2 separate regions of the Zea mays genome follow, and region 1 is linked to region 2. The links are chromatin contacts, called in public Hi-C maps. All regions are on one chromosome and are shown on one strand. The core of a region is the stretch at or near the end of the contact, and the rest is flanking DNA. Distances in the headings are between cores, read along the strand shown. Region 1 has its middle 32 kb from the start of LOC103635061. Region 2 has its middle 44 kb from the start of LOC100501158.

Evidence for each region. Hi-C and Micro-C count contacts between places; a contact is called where the count stands out from the background.
Region 1: a Hi-C map of ear shows a contact between it and region 2, with 5 times the contacts expected there. The contact joins two enhancer-like sites. A contact is called at or near these places in 2 of 25 Hi-C or Micro-C datasets (ear and tassel).

What each region holds. Positions count from the first base shown.
Region 1 is chr8:35,380,311-35,386,341 of Zm-B73-REFERENCE-NAM-5.0, reverse strand. No RefSeq gene overlaps it. Among protein-coding and RNA genes, the nearest start is that of LOC103635061, 32 kb to the left of the region's middle. Within about 2 kb of position 2,746, at least 12 of the 20 cell types and tissues checked have an H3K27ac peak or open chromatin away from gene starts, as enhancers often do. A contact at or near this core is called in ear, where this site is marked.
Region 2 is chr8:35,000,058-35,005,447 of Zm-B73-REFERENCE-NAM-5.0, reverse strand. No RefSeq gene overlaps it. Among protein-coding and RNA genes, the nearest start is that of LOC100501158, 44 kb to the right of the region's middle. Within about 2 kb of position 2,362, at least 18 of the 20 cell types and tissues checked have an H3K27ac peak or open chromatin away from gene starts, as enhancers often do. A contact at or near this core is called in ear, where this site is marked.

The sequences.
Region 1 (6,031 bases), core at 1,497-3,996, 380 kb before region 2:
CTCTCTCTCTCTACGTAGGAGAGGTACTGTTAGCTGAGTTGATCCTGCACTCCGTTACACATCGCATCTGACATGACATGCTGCCAAAAGAATAAATGACAATGACGACCGGAGCATCAAAGATCGTTGTTGCATGCTACCACAGTACCACTTGTTTAACCAGAAGAAACGGCTCACTACGCGCTTGCATTGCACGGTATAGTGGTACTGCTATTTTTTTGATCGAATTGTACTGTAGGGGGCTCCTCAATAGTATTTTTATTTTAGAATGTGAAGGGGTATGTACAATTTTACAAAGGTGACGTATTACAACGTTTGCAGCCAGTGTTTGACAGTTCTCATTCTATAAGATACGAGTAATAGATCTTTGACGAACATATTACGTACTGCAGGTGGAGACTGTTGGCGCCTTGTTCTCAAATATCCATCCATTCCTGCTCTTCGAGATAGATGCACCATGTCATCGTCACTATGGTCTCCATCGACCAAGGTTTTGCCAATTGTGCTCTGATTCTTTCCACAACAGTATGCAAGTCTAAAGTTCTGGGCGACAAGACCCCAACCATCTGCCAGCATTGTTTGGTGAATCCACATCTGAAGAACATGTGGGATACAATTTTCTCCTTTTGTCGAATGCAGTTTTCACATACATATGGGTCAATTTGCATCCTTCTTCTCCTGAGCAGGTTGCAGGTATTAAGTCTGTCGTGAAGCAGCAACCAGAAGAACAACTTTTGCTTGGGTTGACACTTGGAGGGCCAAAGCCCGATGAAAGAGCGAGGGGCTGGAGGTGATACATGGATGATCTTGTACGCTTTTTGTGATGAGTATTGTGCTGACCCCCAGTATGCCCATTTGCCACATAATGCCGACGGAGGTATCCTGCTGAGTTTAGTCTCAACCATTTGAAGTTGCGAGAAGACCTCTGCTGACAGGGGTAGCTGAAAAAGTTCATGCACAAAGTCTTGTGTTTTTGTAGTCGCTTTGGTGATCTCTTTGTTCATGGAGTATGAGAAAAGTTCTAGATAAGTTAAGGAGTTTTCCTTGTTATTCCATAGGTCTGACCATAGTTGCACTGAGCGCCCATCTACAATAGTAACTCTGGCGACTTTTTTGAATGTCTCTAGCGTCTTTAGTATGTCCCTCCACCAAAACGATCCAATTTTCCTACTCGAGGGGACCCTTCCATCTTTATAATGATTATTCCAAACCATGTGTACCCAGGGCAGTTTATGTCTATTTAGAAGAATTTTATGAAGAGATTTCATCAGTAGGGCCTCATTGTGCTAGTGAGGTTAAGGACTCCCAGCCCACATTGAGTTCTAGGTTTACACGCTAATTGCTAGGCTGCTTGCGGTGGCCTTTTTGCGTTGATGTCTGATCCCCTCCAAAGGCAATGTTTTATGTACTTGTCAATGTGCTTGATCACTGATTGGGGTAGTTTTAGCATGCAGAGAAAGTATGTTGAGAGAGCCGAGAATACCACATTAACCATCTGTAGTCTACCTGCTTGTGATAGAAGTGTGGATGTTGTAGATAAACTTTCTCAATCTTCTGAATCAAGGAAAAAAAGGAATCCAACTTTGGTCTGGTTGTCCCGATCGGTATCCCTAAATATGTGAAAGGGAAATTCCCAATACTGCAATTGAAAGTCTTTGCAAGGATGTTCATCTTGTCGTCAGACACATTGATGGGGTAGATATTGGACTTATGATAATTGACATGAAGGCCTGTTGAATCAGCAAAGAAGTTGAGAACTGCCTTGAGGAAGAACAGTTGCTTAGGACAAACTTCCATGACTAGAATTGTGTCATCTGCATATTGTATGACGGGGAAATTCTGATCACCCATATGGGTCAGAGGTAGTTTGAGAAGTCCAAGATTTTTGGCTTTATTGACGATAGCATGTAGGAGGTCCGCAGCTAGGACAAACAACAGCGGAGAAAGGGGGTCGCCTTGTCTGACCCCCTTCTACAATGGAAACTTTTCTTGGGGACTCCATTTAGCAGCACTGAGGATGTCCCTGAGTTCATAATCATTTCCGTCCACATTAGCCATCTGGGCCCAAACCCTTTATGTTTCCAGATGTCGATAATAACATTGTGTTCCAATTTGTCAAATGTCTTTTCGAAGTCAAGCTTTAGGATAACCGGCTCTTTCTTTGATTGCTTGCATAGGTGTACATATTCAAAGGACTAGGTCAGGCAGTCTTGTTTGGTGTGTTCCTTAATAAAACCATATTGGTTGTCATGAATGAGCTTGGTAATCACTCCCTGCAATCTGTTGGCTAATAGCTTTGTCATCAGTTTGACACAAGAGTTTAGAAGCGATATTGGGCGGTATTCATTAACTGTGATGGGGGAGGAGTTCTTTGGTACCAGGATTATATGTGATCCAATAGGTGCCCTCATGAAAACCATTACAAAGCTCATAGAAGTCTAGGGAGATAGTAGACCAACATTTTTTTATATGTGATCCATTTATTATTTTTGTAATGTTAGAAATTAGACCTGTGCGTTAGGATAGGATTGGTGTAGCCCATAGCTGCAATTGTATAGATGTTTTAGGATGCTGAACAGAAATGCGTCGTTTGTAAGATAAAACTATATATTCTACCTTAATTAATAACAATGACCTAAACCTTTTGTGTATTTAAGGAAAAAAACAGTGAGTTCGCTGGCCCTGTACAACAACCTTGGAGGTGATACCTGGGCCTATGGAAAGCTGTCGGTGGCCTGCTGCATTGACCCAAACAAATGGTCTTCATAGGCTGATATGATCGAGCTGCTGCTGTGTGAGTTGGGCCGTGTGAGTCATCTTCCTCCTTTTTGGTCCGAATGAACGCTGGCGTTTCACTTTCGTAGAGATTATTGGCGAGATCATTCGTGACTTGTGAGCGTTCATGTCCTAGCAGTGAGTGTGTAGCAGGTCTGCACCCAAGCTGAACACAAAAGGCAGGGACGAAGAGGGGCTGGGCTGCAGTCTGCACTCACCACTCCACTGAATCTCTCTATAGTCTATACCAGTGACACAGTAGTGTACTGGTGAGGGGTTGTCACGTGCCCAATCAAAGCATGGTGGTTTATGGATCATTAGTTAAGCCAGTGGCGAAGCTCTATAAAATTAACACTCCGGACCACTCTATAAAATTTAAAGGTTAATTTAAACAACCCCTAATATATTGTGTGGCTAAATATATCGCTAAAACAAAATATACCATAAACATAGACTAAGATAGTATTTACTTCAATTCAGCATCTAAAAATATAATAAACTTGATAAAAAATATAAAGGTACCTAATTAGAGACGATTTGGTCCTTCCCCGCATCTAATAACTTCATCAACATTAGCAAGTAAATTTGAACCTACAGATTGCAAGTTAAATATTTGTATAAAATGAGAGATACAACATGACAATATAACTAATGAATGCAAAAATGTATAAGTGAGCACAAAAATATACCACTTGAACTTTGTGGAGGTAGCTTTTTCATACAACTCTTCAATTCTTAAAAATGGTATAAAATATCATCACTTTGAATACTTGTGAAGATATCTCTTTCTATATAGCATACCATTTTATGATTCAACCAATCATTTCCCATCAAATTTCTCAATTCTGTTTTGATGATTTCCATAGCTGAGAAGGCTCTTTCAACCGTGGCAGTTGCAACAAGCAAAATTAAGGCTAATTCAATGAGACGATAAACCAATGCAAAAACTAGGTGTCTCTCAGTTTGCACCATCTTAATAGCCAGATTACCAAGGTCTTCACAATTTGCAAAATCAGAATTACCCCTCACATCAACAATAAATATATCGAGTTGGTCTCTAAGGATCAAGAGGTCATATTGAGAGAAGTCTGCTGAATAAATCTTAGCCAATTCTATCAGCTGAGCTTTGTCATAGTTGGCAAATGAATTTATTGGATCTAGACAAGAAATGCATCTTAATAATCGAGTAGATCTTTCAGTGAAGCGATTGTTTAATTCCACAATAACTTGATCATACATAACAATAAAGATCTCATTTTTGAAATGATGATAGTAAGTCACTAACTGACCTCCATGTCCCCTTGAGCGACCTCGGACAGTAATTGTATCATCCATCTTTGGTACAATAATGTTATGTTGGTTATAAAAGGTCTTTACCTCCTCAAACAATTCCTCCCATCCATTATCATGTACTTCACTAATATTCCGCAATGTGGCTCCAATCAATCCAACGACAAGGACAATATTCTGATTTTTTCTTTGCAAACATCGTGACAAATCATTAGTCTTGCCTAATAACCTCATCATGAGATGCAGAATAAGCACAAATTCAAAGATCTCCATTTGTTTCAACAAACATAAGTCATATATTTCTTATCCCCACTAGAGCCATCATCAGCAACAATCTCTAGTACCTCTAGAGTAGCATCCCACATGAGAATAATACGACATATAGTTTTATGATGTGAACCCCATCGAGTATCCCCAGGTTGTGCTAGGTTGGTTTCTTGATTTTTCCCTCTACCTAAAAAATTTTCCCCCCTTTCCAACATGCTCACAAGTTTCTCATGGTGTTGTTGAGCTAATTGACCCCTTCTCTTACAAGAAGCATTAACACTATTCACAATCAAGTTGCACGTTTGGAAGAAATCAAATACAGAAGCGCAACACTTAGCAACTAAAACAACCACTAATTGCAATTGGTGTGCAAAGCAATGTATGTAAAAAGCATATGGATTCTCATCTAATATTCTTCTTTGCAACCCATGAAATTCACCCCTCATGTTTGATGCCCCATTATAACCTTGTCCTCGTAATCTATCCATTGACAACCCATAGAAAGAAAACATACCATCCAAAGAAATTTTTAGAGTGGATGATGTAGTGTCGGGTACCTCTTGTAACCCAAGAAATCTCTTAATCACTTTGTCTCGTTCGTTGACATACCTAAAGAAAAGAATAGATGCATGGTTAAAAATTTGACATTGGCAAAAAATAGCAACCATTCAATCATAGACTAACCTCAAAACAACCGCCATTTGCTCCTTGATAGAAGCATCTCGAGCCTCATCAACCAGAATGGAAAAGTTTCTATTCCCAATATCTGAAATAATAGCTTTGGTGTTCTACTCTGCACAAGCTCTACAAATGTCTTTTTGGATATCAGATGAAGTCATCTGATTAGTACGAAGCAAATTTGCTACATTTTTATCCTTGTCTTTGTACCACTGTAGCAACTCTAAAAAGTTTCCCTTATTGCTTGAGGTAGAGGATTCATCATGTCCATGAAAAGCAAGTGCTTGCAATAAAAGGAATCTTACAAGTCCCAATATAAAAAGCAAACGACCTTTATATTCCTCTTCCGTGTTTTTACCCCCTCGATTCATCACATGAGACACACTTTGCCTCTGATTTTTGTAGTCCTCATAGGACCTTCTAGACTTATTGTGATCTATACCATTACCATGAGCTCCAATGGTTTCACGTCCATCTTTCCATCAACGAAATCAAACAACCATGAAGGCATCAACACCATAATTTTCATCTCTTGGTTGTTTAAAAAGATAGCAATAAAAACAAAAGGCCACATCCTTAGCAATGCTATATTCCAACCATGGATTATTTACATAACATTCATCATGAAAAGACCTATTGTGATTTCCTATCATTCTTTTAGGATACTTATGACCTTTTGGTTGACATGGACCCTTCGCAATATATGCTCTTCTGACAACATCCCTAATGTTTGCATCAATTTGCTCAATTAGCATGAGAAGACCAGGATCATCTATACTTTCTATCTCTTAAACCCACCGATTCATTTGCATTGCTACCTTCTGTCTATAATGATGCTTGTCCCTCCTCAACACCTAATGTTTCTGATTCTATCACAGGTTCTTCTAGGGATAGTTGGTTTGGTGTTGATGAATCAGTTTGTATCAAAGGTGTAGGAGCCGAACAATAAATGATCTCAATGTTTTTGTCCTCTTTATTCTCTTATTTTGATGTCAATCTACCATCACATAAACATTTAATA
Region 2 (5,390 bases), core at 1,113-3,612:
TCCGACAAGTGCATCCCACAGCTCTTTCCCTGTGGGAAGGATGATATAGCTTTTCTGGAATTTAGTATCCAGTGCGCTAATTACTGCTCCTCGAAAGAGGTTGTCTTCAGCCTTAAACTTAGCCTCATCCTCAGGAGGTAAGTTTGCAGGCTTGCCCTCAGCGGCATGAAAACAAGACATTGCAGTTAGCCACAATTCCATTTTAGCTTTCCATATCAAGAAGTTTTTACCATCAAAAGGATCAGGCTTTAGCACAGCAGCAAAACCTCTGACAGAAAAATGCCTAACATTAGGTTTTTGGAATGTTAGAATTATAGGCATTTTCCGTACCATTTTAATTCCATAAATTAACATTATGGTGATGACATATAATAGATAATCAAACATAGATAACATGATCTCAAAAATATCCATAACAATATGGATCATGAGAACACAAAGCATATGAAGCATGTAAATCATATAAATAAAATAAGTATATAAACATGATTCATGGATTATTGCGGAACAACTGGAAATAAACAGATAATAATATAAACAGGATGACTTATAATACGATAGGACAAAACTACATACGACATATATAATATGCAGAATATAAAACTGTAATGAACTGAATTGATCATACCCTCCCATGCGCTCCGAGGATCCTGATCCTTGTCCAACTTCTTTTGTCATCCGATCGAGATGAAGACAGCAAGAACAACAGACGTTGGGCAGTCGCGTAGACGCTCCCCAAAAACCTAATTGCCGATCCCCCGTGCAAGGTCTCGAACGGCACCGGCTTCGGAGGCACCTGCCCTCTCGCTTCTCTGTGCGCGCAGAGTCACGAGATGGAAATACCCTCACTCGGCGGCTGGATTGTGAGACTGAAAGTGTTTCTCGCGTGTACCGAGTGACAGGGGTGCTCCTCTATTTAACCTCTCGCAGAGGGAAGCTGAAGGAGAAAGGTCGCCGAGTCACGCCAAGAGTCGGCCAGCTCTAGCCGAGTTATGCCATGAGTCGGCCAGCTCTCGCCGAGTCACGCCATAAGTCGGCAGCTGAAGGAGAAGGGTCACTCGGCTCGGCTGACATACGCGGTTAGTGAGTGCTAAAAATTAACACAACCACGCCCGCCCGCCCGCTCGCCTGCCTGCCTGCCACGCCACGCCACGCCACGCCACGCCACGCCCGGCCCGGCCGGCGGCGGCGGCGGCGGCGCGCGCGCGCGTGTGTGGCACGCCTTTGTCCATTTCTTGACTTCTCAAGTTAAGTGGAATAAATCCCACCATATAAGTCAAGGCAAAGGACCCTTGGACTTCCAATGTGGTACTATTGGTATTCTCCACCATTACTCACCATAGAGTTTATTCAATAAATGGGCCAAGCCCATAAAAGATCCAACAATAAATACCTGACCAACTAAAAGAAACCGCTTTAAGCTTAACCCCACATACAACTAGTCCACTTTAGCTAAACGGGACATTTGCTGAGTACGTTGATGTGTACTCACCCTTGCTTTAAAACACCAAACCCTAGGTTTTCCCCATTGCATCCCGTGCTCAAGAGAAGATGAAGGCAACATGGAGGACTTCCAGGAGTTTTAGGACTTCGACGAGTTCTAATTTAGATTAGTAGCAAAGCCTCAGTCAGATGCCTGTAAAGGTCTTATCTTACTATGTTTCGTATTCACACTTTGATTATGACTTAACTTAATGACTCTATGGATATCTTGGATATCGTGATGAAATAAAGTACTTATTTCCACTATTATTTTGAGCAATGTGTGATGATGTCGAATTATGTAATTGCTGTGTACGTGAATTTCTGATCCTGACACATACATGGTTCGCATTCGATTTGCCTTCTAAAACCGGATGTGACAGTAGCGCGGCGTGCTTCGACCATGGGCAGAAGCGACTCCGCTGTGCCCAACAACCTCCAGCGAGAAAGTCCCCGGATCTAGATGACTTGATGTCGGAGGATTTGCCCGAACGAGATCCTCTACTGTCGGTGGACCTCCCCGACCACAATTTGGCTACCGAGCAGTCGTGTACGCAAGGCAAGGGCGCAGTGGCACGTCTAGCTCTCGGCGAGGTGGTGTGGCTCGGCCACGGCACCACTTTGCCATCTCTGACGAACAAGGGGTTCCAACCGTGGCGCGTGCATCATATACACCCGGTCCTAGGGCATCATGACTACCAGCTGGTGGCAGTTGTTCCATGGCCAGGAAAAAAGGTGAGGCAGTTGCAATCGACTCTGTTGTTTCGGTCTTGGGAAGATCTACAAGGATTACTAACAGCCGAGCCCACGCTACAGAGGCCCAAGCACCGCAGCAGTGCGCGGTGGCTCATCCTGGTGCACGGGCCCGCGTCGTAGTGACACAACAAGGGAGGCACTCGCGTGGAGGGCGGCTAACATGCGGGTCCTGCCTGTCGATGCATATGCTAGCTAGGCCGATTGCCTCATGGGCCGGCCGAAGGGGGAAGACGGCCCAATGCGTTGCTTCACCTTTTTTCTTTTTTCATTTCTATTTTGGATTTCTATTGCATTTCAGTTTTCAGTTTAAATTTAAAATTTCTCTTATTTTAAAATCTGAGTTGGAGTTTCAAACTACATTCAAATGCATAAAAAAAACTCCACAATGATGCATAATTTTGAATATTTCCTTTAGTATTTATTTTAACAAACAGAAACATGTTCGATTGATAAAACACATAATCAACATAGCACTAAAATTATCTCTTGAATGTCTCAGGTAGTGAGAATCCCATGTTAGGGTTTACAAATTCTATCCCCCTTAAAAGTAATCTCAACCTTGAGATTACGACGAACTAGGAAAAGGTGAGGAAATTTGGCTTGCAATTCATCTTGTCTCTCCGAGCTAGCTTCATCCTCTGTGTGATGGCTCCATTGCACTTTACACATCTTGACCACTTTATTTCTGGTAACTCGGGTCAGGGTATTGATGATCTTGGTAGGATACTCTGTATAGGTCAGATCACCCTGCACACTGAGTTCTTCCATCGGCAACTGTTCTTCCGGGACTCTTAGGCATTTCTTCAACTAGGATACATTAAACACATTATGCACATCTGCCAGGTGATTTGGTAATTCCAGTTGATAGGCTACTTCTGCAACTCGCTTTAGGATTTGAAGGGTCCAATGAAGCGAGGGGACAACTTCCCTTTGACTTTAAATCTTCTCATACCCCGAATTGGTGACACCTTCAGGTACATGTGATCACCTTCCTCAAACTCTAGTTGTCTTCTTCGGGTGTCCGCATAACTTTTCTGCCTTGACTGTGCAGTTCTCAGGTTCTCCCTTATCATTCGAACTTGTTCCTCTGCTTCTTGGATAATCTCCGGTCCAAAGAACCATCTTTCACCAGTCTAATCCTAATACAGTGGGAGTTCTACACTTCCTCTCATATAATACCTCGAACGGGGACATCTTCAAATTGGTCTGATAACTATTATTATAGGAGAACTTTGCGTAGGGTAAACTTTTGTCCCAACTGCCACCATGCTTAAGAGCACAAGCTCTCAACATATCCTCTAGAACCTGATTTGTTCTCTTGGTCTGCCCATTTGTTTGGGGAATAACAGGCACTATTATTCGGTTTTCTCGAGTACAACAGAAGTTTAGATCCCCAAAAGGGGGTAAAAAGAACCAACATGCGTAAATATGAAAAGAAACTGATGGATGAGGACTTACTCTTCCTTCGCAATGGGATACATGTAACACCTGAGTCTGTGTTCATAAGGGCGGCTCTGACTAGGCTGGGCCTCGGATAGTACCAGAACCGTGTTTGTGGAGGCCAACCTTACTGGACTAGGATATGGACAAATGTAACCCTGTTATGAGGGAAGAGTCTGTTCTCATGCTACTTTCAGAGCATAAGGTTTGGGGCCGACCTAAACCGTCTGAGCTCCATTGTGCGTCTGGCTCGAGGGGTAAGCAGCGCCTGGTGGAGGCTGTCGGTGTTGGGGGCCTTCTTCTTCCGAAGGTCCTCAAAAACACGGCTGACTACTTGTTTTTTATATATTATTAAGTGTTACTGGAGCTTCAGTACAAGAAAAGCTTTGATTTTGATCAATGGAAGTGCGACGAAGCAAGCTTCGTTACGATGTCGCGGGAAGGTGACGTAGGAAGAAGGTGTTGATTGAAACTGCTAGGTGCAAATGACAAAATTGTCCCTATGACATTTGTAAACCTTGTATGCAATCTTCAAGGAAATGAATGTAATATCATACGAAGTTGTACGATTGCCTATAAATAGATGAATAGTACCCCAACACTGTTGACGTTGGATGGTAACTGCATTCACGCCTATACCTTCAAGCAAGCCGAAGGTATCAATGCAATGTGTATCTTGATATTGTTTGTACATTCAATACAAAATAAAATGAATAAATGACATGATATTTGTGAATGATGAAAACATGTTCTTCATGACCTTCATTCGAGATTCGTTATACCCGAAGGGGAATAATGCTTCGAGGGACCAAGGTCTTCAATGTTTAACAAATGTGTTGCCTTGTTCTTGGTTCACAGCTATCGAAAACAAAGTGACCAAAATTGGCGCCCACCTCCGGTGAACTCAAACGATAATCTTCGTCAAGAGAACTCGAACGACCACCTTCGTCATGCCACCGAAGAAGACAGCGGCGCCATGGGCTGCCCTTGCTCCTCTAGGCACCAATCAAGATGGGCTCCTTCTAAGGGAGGCCCAAAGACAGAATAGGAAAGTTGTTAGCCCAACACCACATGACGAAGAGTTGGATCAAGAGATCAGGGACCTAGAAGCTATTCATCAACAAGTGGAGAGAAGAAGGGAGAAGATGCTTTGGCTGGCTGAGCTCTAGAAAAAGATTGATGAAGCAGCCGAAGATATGCGACACATCACACAAGACAATGAACAAGGGCATAAGCCACAACAAAGAGAGCTTCGTAAAGAAAGCCATAGCCATGATAGCATATGGTATGATGACTTTCATCATGATAGCATTGTTTTTTATGATACTTCCCCCTAGCTACAGAATTGCAGGCTACCCCATGGCCACCTTCATACAAACCACCCCAGCTTCCCATATATGATGTGCACTCGGACCCGAAGCAGTTTCTCATGAGCTACGAAACAACCATATCATCATATGGTGGCAACAATGTTGTCATGACAAAATCCTTCGTCATGGCAGTCAGAAGTGTTGCTCAAACCTGATATTTTCTCTTAGGCTAAGAACAATCACATCATGGAAGAAGTTCAAGGATATGTTAGTCATCAGCTTTCAGGGGTTTTAGACAAAGTTGGTGACTGCTCAAGACTTATTTCAGTGCACACAAGACCATGAGGAGTATCTGCAGGCATACGTCCGAAGGTTTCTGTGTCTCAGAGCTCAGGCACCAAC